2 separate regions of the Mus musculus genome follow, and region 1 is linked to region 2. The links are chromatin contacts, called in public ChIA-PET maps. All regions are on one chromosome and are shown on one strand. The core of a region is the stretch at or near the end of the contact, and the rest is flanking DNA. Distances in the headings are between cores, read along the strand shown. Region 1 overlaps Zfp148 (zinc finger protein 148). Region 2 overlaps Slc12a8 (solute carrier family 12 (potassium/chloride transporters), member 8).

The links. ChIA-PET counts read pairs in DNA pulled down with a chosen protein or histone mark.
Region 1: an RNA polymerase II ChIA-PET map of memory CD8 T cells shows a contact between it and region 2, with 21 read pairs. The contact joins two enhancer-like sites. A contact is called at or near these places in 3 of 115 datasets of contacts at active chromatin or transcription factors (embryonic stem cells, memory CD8 T cells and pancreatic cancer cells) and 1 of 9 other capture datasets (adipose tissue).

Annotation. Positions count from the first base shown.
Region 1 is chr16:33,402,304-33,408,582 of GRCm38.p6, forward strand. The region is part of intron 1 of Zfp148 (zinc finger protein 148); the gene reads left to right. Among named protein-coding and RNA genes, the nearest start is that of Zfp148, 25 kb to the left of the region's middle. Within about 2 kb of position 1,853, at least 21 of the 459 cell types and tissues checked have an H3K27ac peak or open chromatin away from gene starts, as enhancers often do. A contact at or near this core is called in memory CD8 T cells, where this site is marked.
Region 2 is chr16:33,581,240-33,587,719 of GRCm38.p6, forward strand. The region is part of intron 4 of Slc12a8 (solute carrier family 12 (potassium/chloride transporters), member 8); the gene reads left to right. Among named protein-coding and RNA genes, the nearest start is that of Slc12a8, 66 kb to the left of the region's middle. Within about 2 kb of position 2,827, at least 146 of the 459 cell types and tissues checked have an H3K27ac peak or open chromatin away from gene starts, as enhancers often do. A contact at or near this core is called in memory CD8 T cells, where this site is marked.

The DNA.
Region 1 (6,279 bases), core at 603-3,102, 180 kb before region 2:
TATGTTATATATGTAGTATACATTGTATTATATATACATAATATGTTATGCCTCATGTAATATGTATATTATATGTAATAAAGGTATTATATGGTTTAATATATTACACATATTAAATATTTAATATATTATTATTATTTTAATTTTTAATTTTTAAGACAGGGGTTTCTTTGTGTAGCCTTGACTGTCCTGGAACTAACTCAGTAGACCAGATTGGCCTTGAACTCAGAGAGATCCTCTTGCCTCTACCTCCCAAGGGTGGATTAAAAGGTATGTGCCACCAATGTCTGGCTCATAAATTGTATATTTAGTGAATTGTTTTCATATTATGTAAGCAGTGTATTGTTAGAGGAAGAAGTATCAATAGGCTTCTCTTTATGTTAAATCCTCTCCATGGTGATGCTGTTTAAAAATACTCTCAACCAAATCAAACCAAATCAAACCAAACCAAACCAAACCAAATCAAACCAAACCAAACCAAACCAAACCAAACCAAACACACTTACACGCACGCACAGAGAGTAAAAGGGCAAAATACAAGTTATTAGCTAAGCCTGCTGAAAATCATTTTGTATTTCTTTATTTTTAAAGTTTAATTATTGTGTAAATGTACATGATGTGTGTGTGGGGTCTGAGGACAGCTTTGTGGAGTCAGTCCTCTCCTGCCTGGTTAGAAGGGGTTGAGTTTAGGCTGTTGGGGTTTACAGGAAATGCCTTTACCCACTGAGCCCAGAAATCATTCTATAGAATCACGTTGATTTTTCAGAATTGAAATGCATGTTAGCAAAGAAAAACAAGAGAAACTCTTGTTAATACTTTGGTTTATAGATGAAATGGCTTTCTTACATTTTTATTAATGTTGTAGACAAATTTAAATAGAGGAAAGAAAGCAAAGTCTTAGAAACTCTACAATTAGCAGTTGTTGGCCATTCTTGTTTCATCTAGACTTCCACCTATTCTGTTTCCTGCCTCTTCCTTATGTATTTCTTTAAGATTTTCTTTACTTGTGTGCATATGTGCATCTTGGGAGTATGTGCACATGCTTGTGTGTGAGCAGAGGCTGGAAGACTGTGTCAGACCCTTTAGAGCTGGAGTTGGCAGGCATTTGTGTTATTACATAGATGCTGGGATCTGAACTCCAGCTCTCGTGGGCTTTGTAGCAAACACTTAACTGCTGACTCATCTCCTACCTTTCCTCTCAGTATTTTGTTTATTTACTTGAAAGAGAAGAGGGTAGAGGGAGAGAATGTATGTGTGTGTATATCTGTCTGTCTATGTCCATGCGTGCATGCACCCATTGCCCTGGCTTACCTGTTGAGGTCAAATGACAGCTTGTAGGAGTTCAATCTTGCCCTCTACCTACCATGTGGGTTCCGAGGAGCAAAGTCTCAGGCCCCTAGGGTTGGCAGCAAGTGCATTTTACTTGCCAAACCTGCTGGCCCCACAACTCTTGCTATTTTTAGGATAACTTTATTTTGAAAAAATTATAGGAAGTGGCTATGCAACAGGGTGTGGTGGTTCACACCTGTAATTCCAGCCGGCAGGAAAACAAACATATTTCTCTGACTTTGAGGGCAGCCTCGTTTATATAGTAATATCCAGGCCAGGTAGGGCTACAAAATCAGACTCTGTCTCAAAAATAAAACAAAACCAGAAAGACTGCTGTGCTTCCTTCATGATGTAAGTTACCAAACCCAGAAATCGACAGTGGGACTTTCCCCTTAATAAGAATACTAAGTTTGTAGTTTTATTTGTTTGTTTAAAATTTTTTTAGACCTACACTGCTTGTGTATGTATAATTTTGTGCCGTTTTTTCTCATGTAGAAAGGTATGTAGTCACTACATTGAAGATATAAAACTTGAGTCACAACAAAGGCCACCCCTCTTGCCACACCCTAAGATTGTCCCTTCACAATGTGGCTCCCTGACTCCTGGCATCCTGCCCCCCTAGCTCTGTGGGTTCCATTTCCTTGGTATGTAGTGTAAGTTAAAGAAAGACACTTGGTGTAACCTTTCCCCAGTGAGAGCTTGTTTGTGGTGTATGTGTGTGTGTGTCCGTGCTGAGGCCAGAGGGAGGACTAGCATTCTTGTTGCTCTTTGTCCCATTTCAGTGAGACAGGGTCTCCTGCTGAACCTGCAGCAAGGCTAGCGGCCTGCAGTCCTTTCTTCACCCCTCACAGGGCCCGGATTACAGAACACCTGGCTTTTTATGTGAACTCTGGAGATTTGAACTCAGGTCTTTGTGTTTACAGAGCCAGTGCCCTTATCTACTGAGCCATCCCTGAGCCCTGAGGGATGTTTAGTGTTTTCCATTGTAAACCAAGGGCTAGTGCAAATTTGTACAGGCAATATGAGGATTTTCTTAAAAAAAGATTTATTTATTATATGTAAGTACACTGTAGCTGTCTTCAAACACATCAGAAGAGGGAGTCAGATCTCGTTAAGGATGGTTGTGAGCCACCATGTGGTTGCTGGGATTTGAATTCAGGACCTTTGGAAGAGCAGTCAGTGCTCTTAACCGCTGAGCCATCTCCCCAGCCCCCAAAATATGAGGATTTTATGTAAATAAAAGCTCCCCCCTTTTCTGAAATAGGTGTTCAATGGCAAAATTGCTGAGTTGTGTGCTAAGTGTGTATTTAGTTACTTGCTGTGATGGCTAATGGTTTTAATCATCTTTTTATGTTTTTATTCTCTTCAGATTTTTTGTGTGTGTGTGTGTGAAATGCTTGATATCTTTTGTTGCATCAGGATAATTTGCTTATTTGCTATTGAGTTTTGAGAATTCTTTATAGAATAGTTTCTACTTAAGACCTTTTGTTTGTTTTGTTTTTGTTTTTGGAGACTGGGTTTCTCTATGTAGCCCTGGAACTTATAGACCAAGCTGACCTTGAACTCTTAGAGACTCACCTGAACGCCTGGCTTAAAGGTGCAAGTCACCACCTGTCTATTTAAGACTTTTGTTAGATGAGCTTTACGGATACTTTCTTTAAGTCTATAAGCAGAGTAGACTGCTTTTAAAAATGATCTTAGAAATGTCATCTTGACAAGGTCTTTAATTTGGGTATCAGATCTGATTTATTTTCATTCATGGAGGGTAGCACACCTCTGGTGCCAAGGTCTGTAGTCCTTTGCTTCAGTTCTCAAGAAGTTCTTTGTATCATATTTAAATTCATGATCCCTTCTGACTTTGAGACATGGTTGTATGGCTTAGAGGTTGGTTTTGTTTGGCTTCTAGGTGTCTAGTCACAACACCTTAGTTCCTCAGTTATCCTTTCTCAGTCGAACTGTTTTTGCTTCTTTGTCAAAATCTGTTGCAATGTGTGTGTTCATGTTGGAGCTCTGATCTGCTCAGTGATCTGTGTGTCCTCTGTCTTCAGGACCTTGCTTACGGTGTGCTCCTGAAGGCTGGCAGGGCTCCTGGTACTTTGTTCTGGGTCAAGACTATTGCAGCTTCTCTGGCACTTTTGCCTTTTCATATAAAGTTTAGAATTTCATAATATGTGTGAACAATACCTCGACAAGAGCTTGGTAGGAATTCATTAAGCTCGGTTTAGCATAGATTGCTTTATTATGTAGACTTTTAATCCGTGACCAGGAGCTTTATAGAAATTTTACCAAGTTTGTGGTTCAGTTTGGGATGAATTTACTTTTTTATGTAGACTTTCTTTTTTGTTTTTGTTTTGTTGTTGTTGTTTGTTTGTTTGTTTTTGAGACAGGACTTTGATATTTGGCCCTGGCTGGCCAGGAACTTAATCAGTAGATCTGCCTGCCTTTGCCTCTGGGGGTGGGCTGGAATTAATGGACTGCATCACCACTGCCCTAGCCTATTATGTTAGCGATTCCTGGTTATTTAGATCTATCATTTTTGAAACACATTCTAAGAACCATTGAGTTTTCCTTAAACATATTTGAAGTATTTTTAACATACCATTTAATTCATATACTATAAACAGAGTGATAAAGTTTTTAGAATAACACAGAGCTATGTGGCCATCACTGTAATCAAGTTTAGAATATGTAGCATATAAAATATTTAGAATATTTTCACTATCTTAAAAAGAAACCACCCTTATTTCTGCTTCCTCTTAGTGCCTGGAAATCTACTTCTAGGAGTTTGTCTGTTTTGAACATTATCTATCTATCTATCTATCTATCTATCTATCTATCTATCTATCTATCTAAAATCTACTTCTAGGAGTTTGTTTTGAACATTATCTATCTATCTATCTATCTATCTATCTATCTATCTATCTATCTATCCATCCATCCATCCATCCATCCATCCATCCATCCATCTATCTATCTAGAAGTTGCTGTTACTCTTTCTGCTTCTAGGGATTTGTCTGCCTTGAACATTCTGTCTGTCTGTCTGTTTCTCTCTCTCTCTCTCTCTCTCTCTCTGTAGTCCTGGCTGTCCTGGAACTCACTCTGTAGGCCAGGCTGCACTCAAACTAAGAGATCTTCTGCCTCTCTAGTGCTGGGATTAAAGGCGTGCCACCACTGCCTGGTTGTTTTGAACATTTTAATGGAATCATAAAGTGAATGGATTTCTGTGCCCTGTTTATTATGCTCTTACATGATGTAGGAAATGTCATTAGTTGATTCATTTTTAATGGGTTAGTAGTAACCTATATGAACATACATTTTGTCTATTATCTGATCAGCACTTGGGTTGTTTAGACTTAGGTATTATGAATAATTCTATTTTGAATATATGTGCCTTTTTTTTTTAAGTCTATATCCATTTTTTAAAGTAATTTTTTTTCTTTTTGTGTATGCTGTGTGTGTATGTGCATATTTCATGCTAGTGGGCACATTTGTGGGCTTAGACTCAAGGTTAATATCTGGGATTTTTCTGATTATTCTTCCACCGTAATGTTTGAGGCAAGTTCTCTTAGTCAGATCCAGAGCTCACTAGTGGCATTAGTGAGCTTGCTCTGGGACCCTGTCTCTAGTTGTGGGTTTTGAGGCTGAATTACAAGTGAGCCACCACTCATTTACTCTGGTGGGTTCTGGGGATCTGAGCTCTGTAAGCACTTTGACTACTGAGCTATGCTCCCCATTGTTACCTCTGTAATCCAGGCTAGACCTGGACTCAAGAGATTAAGGGATCCACCACCACACGATGCAGGAAAGTCTTTTTGGTTTTTTGTTTTTTTTAATGGAGACTCTACAGGTTCTCTACAACTACATCCCAAACCCTTGTTTTTGGTGTAAGCCTTCACTTTCAGTTCTCTTGTGTATATGTCTAACAGTAGAATTGCTGAGTATAGCTCTTCAGCGATGTTCATTCAGTTATGAAACTGTAGACTTTTCCAAAGAGGCTTTACTATTTTAATTTTCCATCAGCAGTGTATGAGCTCTTCAGTTTTCCTGTATCTTGCCAATATCACCTGAACCACACCCCCATCACCCATCCCTTGCTCCTTGCTGTATAGTTCAGATTGAATTCAGTTTAAGATCTTATTCCAGCTTCTCTAGTGCTGGGGTCACAGGGACTTACAGACTGGTGTCAGCCATTTTGATTATAGCATTCTTTGTGGGCCGTGAAGTTTAATGATGTGATACTGTAAAATGTGTGTTTGGTCTTTATCTATTTCCTGGCATGTAACTCCTGAAATGCTTGGAATCTCTAATGAGTTTCTTTTGTATTTATTGAGTGTAGTGAGGTTATAACCTCCTAGCTAGCTTGAGGTGGGGACTGGTCATAGGAGAAATCTAGGTATGATTTGGGGGTTCCAAGGAAGGGAAGAACAACGGTTGAAAAGATTTATTCTTGGACAGTGGTATAGTTTATTCTTACTTAGTGAGACCCTATTTTGAATCCCAGAGAATTGAGTTTGGGGAACTATGTGGAGGAAGACCCTACTGCATATTGTGCTGGAGAGAGCTCGTAAGCAAGGCCATTCTTTCCCTCTTCCTTGTGCATATGTGTCTCATTTGAGGTTTAATCACTGTCTTTGAATGCCTTTTGTAGTAAGTCAATGATTCTGTTTTTCTGAGTTCTGTGAAAAGCTCCAGAAAATTAATTGAACCAGAGTGGGGTTCATGGAACCCTGATTAATAGCAGGCTAGTCACTAGACAACAAACCTGGGGTTACATAGATGACATTTAAGGCAAAGCAGCTTATCTCTAGATTTGAGTTGATTTAAAGGTCAGTTTCTTAGAGTTTCTATTGCTATGATGAAACACCATGACCAACATCAACTTGGGGAAGAAAGGACTCTAGGTTACACTCTTTCAACAGGGAAGTCAGGGCAGGAACTCAAGTCAGGAAC
Region 2 (6,480 bases), core at 1,577-4,076:
CTCTCCTTAAGGTGACGCTTTCTTCTTAGAGCCCAAGTCAGGCTTTGTCCTCATTTCTGGCATTTTTTTTTTAAAGATTTATTTATTTATTTTATGTATACGAATGCAGTGTAGCTGTACAGATGGTTGTGAGCCTTCATGTGGTTGTTGGGAAATTGTATTTTTAGGACCTCTGCTGGCTCCAATCAACCCTGCTCACTCTGGCCCAAAGGGTTATTTATTATTATACATAAATATACTGTAGCTGTCTTCAGACACCCCAGAAGAGGGAGTCAGATCTCATTACGCATGGTGGTGAGCCAACATGTGGTTGCTGGGAATTGAACTCAGAACCTCTGGAAGAGCAGTCAGTACTGAGCCATCTCTCCAGCCCCCAAGTACTTTTAAAAACAGAGGCCATTGGTCATAGAAGGCACAATTTGGCTGTTAGAAGCCATCTTGCAATAGGAAACGTTCAGCTTCCCTTCCACAAGGAAGAATGCTCAGCTCAGAGGAACCAGGCTGCTCTTTCAGAGTGTAGAGGTGGCAAGGGTTCAGTTGCTGGACACTTAGTCACTCCCCCATCAGAGCAGAGCATCTACCCCTCCTCCTCTGGCCCTTCATCCCCTTGGATGCGAGAATGTGTGTATGTGTGTGTGTGTATGTGTGTGTGTGTGTGGGGGGGGGTTGGTGGGGGTGTTACTGCTTCCTGGCAGCCTGTCCCGCTCAGGGTGGAGGCCTTCCCCAGGGACAGAGGAGGCTCCAGGCTGCTTTCCTTGGGTAATCTGGGTGGACCCTGCAGGCCCAGCCCCATTTCACGTTTCCCTTCTGGCCCCTGCTGAATGTCCAGCCCTCTCTTCATGTTTTCTCTCTGGGTGGAGTCTCAGACTTGGAGACCTCATTCACTCCTCCACAACCCCTCCTCGAACGACCAAAGTTACCAGGGATGAGGCTAGAGTGCAGGTTGAGGGCTGCTCCCAGCTCACTGCCCAGAGTTCCCTGGGGCCTCTTTCAAACCTGTCCTATCTCCTCTTTCTTCTCTGCAGGCCCATTAGCTGTACACACTGGATATGGTCTATCCTTTTTAGGATTTTCTTTGAGGCCACCTCTTACTCTGAAGCCAGCCTCGAACTCTTCAAGCACCTGCCTCAGTTTGAGGTCCCCGGCAAGCCCCACCACATCCAGCTCAAAACACTCTTACTGGACACCTCTAATTGTCCTGGGCAGGGGGAATCCATCATATATGGCCTTGGCAGTATCTGGGGTTTCTCTTCGTTTGACTCTTGCGTCTTCTAAATATTCTGCTTCTGTCCTGCACACTAGTGTCCTTCGTGGTTAAAGTGGCTCGGTCTCTGTAAGTTTACGTGTGCATCCTGTGGGGTCTGAAAAAATGATGTTTCTCTGGAGTCATCACCACCTCTGGCTCTTACAATCTGCCCACATCCTCTTCTTCATAGAACTCCTAACCTTGGACGGAGGCGTTTGATAAAGATATCCCATTTAGGACACAGTGTTCCAGAGCCTCTCACTCTCTGGATGGTGTCCAGTTGTGGATCTTCTTGTCGTTGGCTCTCATCTACTGTAGGAAGAGGCTTCTCTGATTGGATGGAGCGATGCTCTGATCTGTGGATATAGCAAGGTGTCATTTTATTGCTATGTTGTTGTTATTGTTTTAGCAGAATAATAGTGTTATGTTTTCGCTAGGGACCATGACCGAGGAAGCCTCAGGTTCTTGAGCATGGTAGCAGTGTCACACACGGGAATGTACCAAACGCCACTCCTAACCAGGAGCTGTTTGTAATTGATTACTTTCTGGGAAAGAAACAACAACAACAACAACAAAACAACAACAACCCAGTTTTCTCCAATGGTGTGTCACTAGGAATATCAGCCACATTCTAGGTAGGCCTCATGCCCAGGAATTATTGGACAACATAAAAGTCTCTGTGGTCTTGGTTTGCGTGTGTGTACTTTTTGTTTTATTGTGGTATTTTTTGTCTTACTGATTTTTTTCTTTATTTTTATCTGTTTTGATTTTGTGGTTTTGTTTGTTTTCCTTATTTTGTTTTTGTGTTTTATTGAGAAAGAGAGAGAGAGAGAGCGAGAGGGAGAGAGAGAGAGAGAGAGAGAGAGAACACAAAGTTGGTTGTGGGGAAGAATTAAGATAGAGAAAAGAATATGATTAAAATATATTGTATGAGAATTAAAAAAAATACAAATTTTAAAAATGGCCCAGTCAAGCAGACCATACCCCTGCCCTTCTTCCCTCTTTTCATCTCTCATTATCTGCACTCAGGAAAACCACAAATCACTGTTGACCCAAAACCGTGGAAGATAAAACCATTCAAGGCCCTAGACAGGTTGTAGCTGCGTTGGTGATGCTGGTTGTCATCTGCTGGTTCCCAGTGGCAGGGCAGGAGCTTCGGGGCAGTCTTATGCCTGGACTAGATCTCACACCCAATGCCCAGGCAAGAGGAACCCAGCTGGGATCTCTCCCCAGGCCATGCCTCCCTGTGATCAGGATCCCAGAGTGGGGCAGATGATAATGCTAAAGCCCAGGCTGACAGGGTCCCTGCTGCTAAGCGCCTCTTGCCCCTTGTTGCCGCTGTGAGATGGGCACTCTTTGAACACTCCTTTTCCTCACCCCTCTGTCAGGCTATTTTAGATGTGCCCGAGTCTCTGTCCCCAGAGGATGACAGGTAGTGTGACACTGGGCTCTCATGGATGTCAGTCCAACTCCACATCTGAGGGGGTTGGGGCGGGGGCTTAGGACCGGCCATACGCTGCTGGAGGCTCGAGTAGTACTTCCGGCAGTGACTGTACTGTATTTCCTTCTTCTTTGAGGATCTCAGCGTGCTGAGCCCTGGTGGCCTTCCCTTCCCCTGCCAGTGTCCCTCGCGCCCCTCCCTTCGGGGCTGTTTTGGTGCCTGTGTTTTCCCAGAACCTCGGCCTCTCCTTTCCTTTTCCTTGCATAGTGACTCTTCCTGTGATCTCTCAGGCCCCACCCTCCCTCAGTCTGGGGGGCGCCGCTGCCTCCCTTCCTCTCTCCAAGCCCTTCCTCCACTCTTTCTATTCCTGGTTGGACCAGACTCTCTCATTGTCCCTTCCCAGGAAAGGCTTGTCTGGCTGGTCCCTGGTCCCTGGTCACCGGTAACTGATTGCAGGGTGGGGGACCTGAGCTCAGAAGAAAGCGGGTGATGCGGGAAGCTCCGCCCGCAGCCCGCAGCCCACAACCCACAGCAGCAACACCAGCAACGTTTTTAGAAGCCTCATTTTCTAAGTTAGTCCACAGTCACAACGGGACTCCCTCACCAAGGGCTCAGCTGCCCGTACTCAGTTCACCAGGGTTTGTGTGTGTAGCGGGCTGGGTGAGTACTTACACTACAGATGCCACAGGGTGTTTCCCAGCAGCCACCGCGTGGCTAGGTCTGTGAGCCTGGGCAACTGGTACCCAAACCCAGATCAACGATTCTTACATCACCGCTAAAGGCATTTACCACGGGAAGAGGAGACCTTCCGTCTGCACCCCCCTGAGGAGGTAACACTAAGCCCCCAAGAACTACAGCCTACTGACAACTTCAGGGGAGTGACCGGAATCTGGGGAGAAGTTAGGTCTTTCTACACACAGGCCTGCAAGGGCATCCCTCTGCCTCTTCCTGCCTGGGCCTGTGAGGATTTGTTTCTCCCACCCCTCCCCCATTCTGCTTTTGGTCTTTAAAAGTACACAGCACAGAGGGGCCCTGGAGTATTTTTACTCGGTGGATTCAGAAGCAGATGTTCAGGTCAAGCCCAGGCGCATTCACAGGCAGCAGCTGCAGGCTCTCAGCATCCCAGGCACTTAGGCTTGGAGATGGCAGCTGACAGGACCCAGTTTTTGCAGCAAGCAGTTACCATTTGGGTGTCAGGAAGCAAGCTTTGTTTGGGGGTGTAGCTCAAGGCTAGGGCACTTGCCTCGAACCCTAGACCTGCAAAAACAGAAGCCCCAAACATAGTGCATGGGGAGTCTTGAATGCAGACAGACCTGGAATCCCAGCAGGGTTGGCTATCCTCTCAGCTGGGCCTCTATCAACCCTACTCGGTGCCTCTGACCTGTGGTGCTCCACAGGACATGCCTGCCTTTCCCAGATGAAGTCTGCCCGAGGGAGACACCGGTTTCTGAAGCTGAAGAGGACTGCTCTGTGTGGGAGGCAGAGTGACAAGCCTCAGTCTGAGCTGTCCCAGGATATTTATTACAAATCCTGAGAGGGAATCAGAATGAGCAAGCGTCAACAGGCTTAGGAGGTGTGTGTGTATGTGTGTGTGTGTGTGTGTGTGTTTGTGTGTGTAATAAGGCCAGTCTCAGATACTCCTTTTCATCTGAGAGAAAAATGGCCTATATGGGACCAAGCAACCAGGCCCAATGCCCTGTCCCCATGAGCTTGGTCAGAAAAACTATAGATTATCTCCCTAGGCCCCAAATTCTAGACTCAAGGCCACAGCCTCAGATTTCACTTCAGAACCTTACTGAACCCCTCTGGCTGTGTTGTGGGTGATACCCCTCCCTAATTAAATGCTATTTATTCTCTTACTCATGACTTTCTCGTAAACGATTCTAATCATTCTGGGAAGCAGGACAAGTATACACGGGGAGAAAGAAAAGAAGATGGCACATTTGGGATGCCCCTCTAGACACTTGGCCTTCGCGTGGGATCATTTCCTGAAAGATACGACTTTTTCATAATAAGTAGATTGCCTTCAATTTTTTTTCTTAACTGCAGGAATTTTATAGGAAAAATTTGAAGGAGAAGACTTGCTGAGTCTAATGGCAGATGTCAGGAACCTGTGCACTGGGGAGGTGGAGCCAGGTGGGTCAGGAACTCCAGGCCAACCCAAGCTACGTAATCAAATCTATCTTGGGAGGGAAAGGGCAGATGAAGAAAGAGAGGGAAGCAAAGAGGGGGAAAGAGCTAGATCCCAAGGAGGGAGGACAGACAGACGGAGGGAGAGATAGATCTGCCTCAAGGAGGGAGGAGGGAGAGACAGAGAGGATAAGAATTGCCATAATTATTTATATAGACAACCACAGTTAATATTTTGTTTTTTTTGAGACAGGGTTTCTCTGTGTAGCCCTGGCTATCCTGGAACTCACTCTGTAGTACAGGCTGGCCTCAAACTCAAAGGCATGTACTACCAGGCCTGGCATAGATATTTCTTCCATGTATAAGTTTATTTTTAATATTTAAAACATTGGAAGTTTTTATTTATTTATTTATTTTTAATTAGCATGCTAGGTATTAGATAAGATTATGGCTTGTCAGTTTTCTGCGCTACTAAGTACTGTGGTGGTTTGCTATGATACGGGTCCTCATGCATGCTGGGTAAGAGTGACACTCTGAGCTGTACCTCAGCCCCATTCTCCTCCTGTCAATCAAAATTCTCGCCTCCTGCGTGGCTGGGGGTTACACGTCTGTGCCTCCAGGTCCGACTTCAAACATCTTCACTGACATCTAAAATATCTCAGTTCTCCATAGTTAGAGACTTAGATCTTTCCCCACATTCATATGATTGCAAGAAAGCATTAATTATCTTCGTCAACAGGTTCTTTTCAAGGTTAAGATTATCTCTCCAAGAAAGGCTAAGAATTAGACTTATTCCAGGGCAGAGGGTCAGGGCAGCAGGATTGTGTGTGCCAGGGAATGTGCTCGTGGGCGTGTCAGTGTGAGTGTGTCAGTATGAATGTGCCCACGCGTGCTCCTGTGCCCATAGAAGTGTATTTGTGAATGGTCTGGTGTGAATGCGTGCTTATGAAATACCCTCGTGTATAGGTGTGAGTGTGTGTATGTCTGTGCGTCAGTATATGTGTGTGCTCGGGTGTAGTGCATGCTTGTGAGTGTGTCAGTGTCTTTGCTGGTAAGCTGTGTATTAGTGTATGCTTCTGCGCCACCGTAAAGATATGCTATGGACATGTTAGAGCTGCCTTTCTCATTGGCCCTGGAGAGGCAGCCTCGAGGCCTCTCTCTGCCTTGCCCAATTTTCTCAGCCTGTAGATGTGAGGGGAAGAGGTAGAGAAGGCTTCCTAGTCGACCCGACTAAGCAATCTCTCAGGCTAGGCAAAGCTCTCAGGCCAGGGTCCCAAAACCCTTCGAGTTCTAAGACCTCCTTGGAGGCGGTGGAGAGGAACCATGTGGAATGAGGTGTTTATGTGCTGTGGGCTGGCCTGCCCCGGGGTGCACAGCCCTGGCTCAGCTGTGCGTCATCTTGGCCTGGCTGAGCCAAGCTCCAAGGCTGCCCTGGTTTTCTCCTCAGGAAGACTAGTCTGTGGGGTCAGCCAGCGGGTAAGCTAAAGTTAACTTAGCTTGTTATTGCTTTTTGTTGAAGAGGGGAGGACCAGCTGTGAGGAGGCCAAGCCATTCAGAAACCCGGTGCTTGGGATTTAATATGCCAGAACAAAGTCTATATTCAGCCAAGAGAAAGCAATTGACGATGATTTGAAAGTGTGGACCGGACTCCCAAAGACTCCCT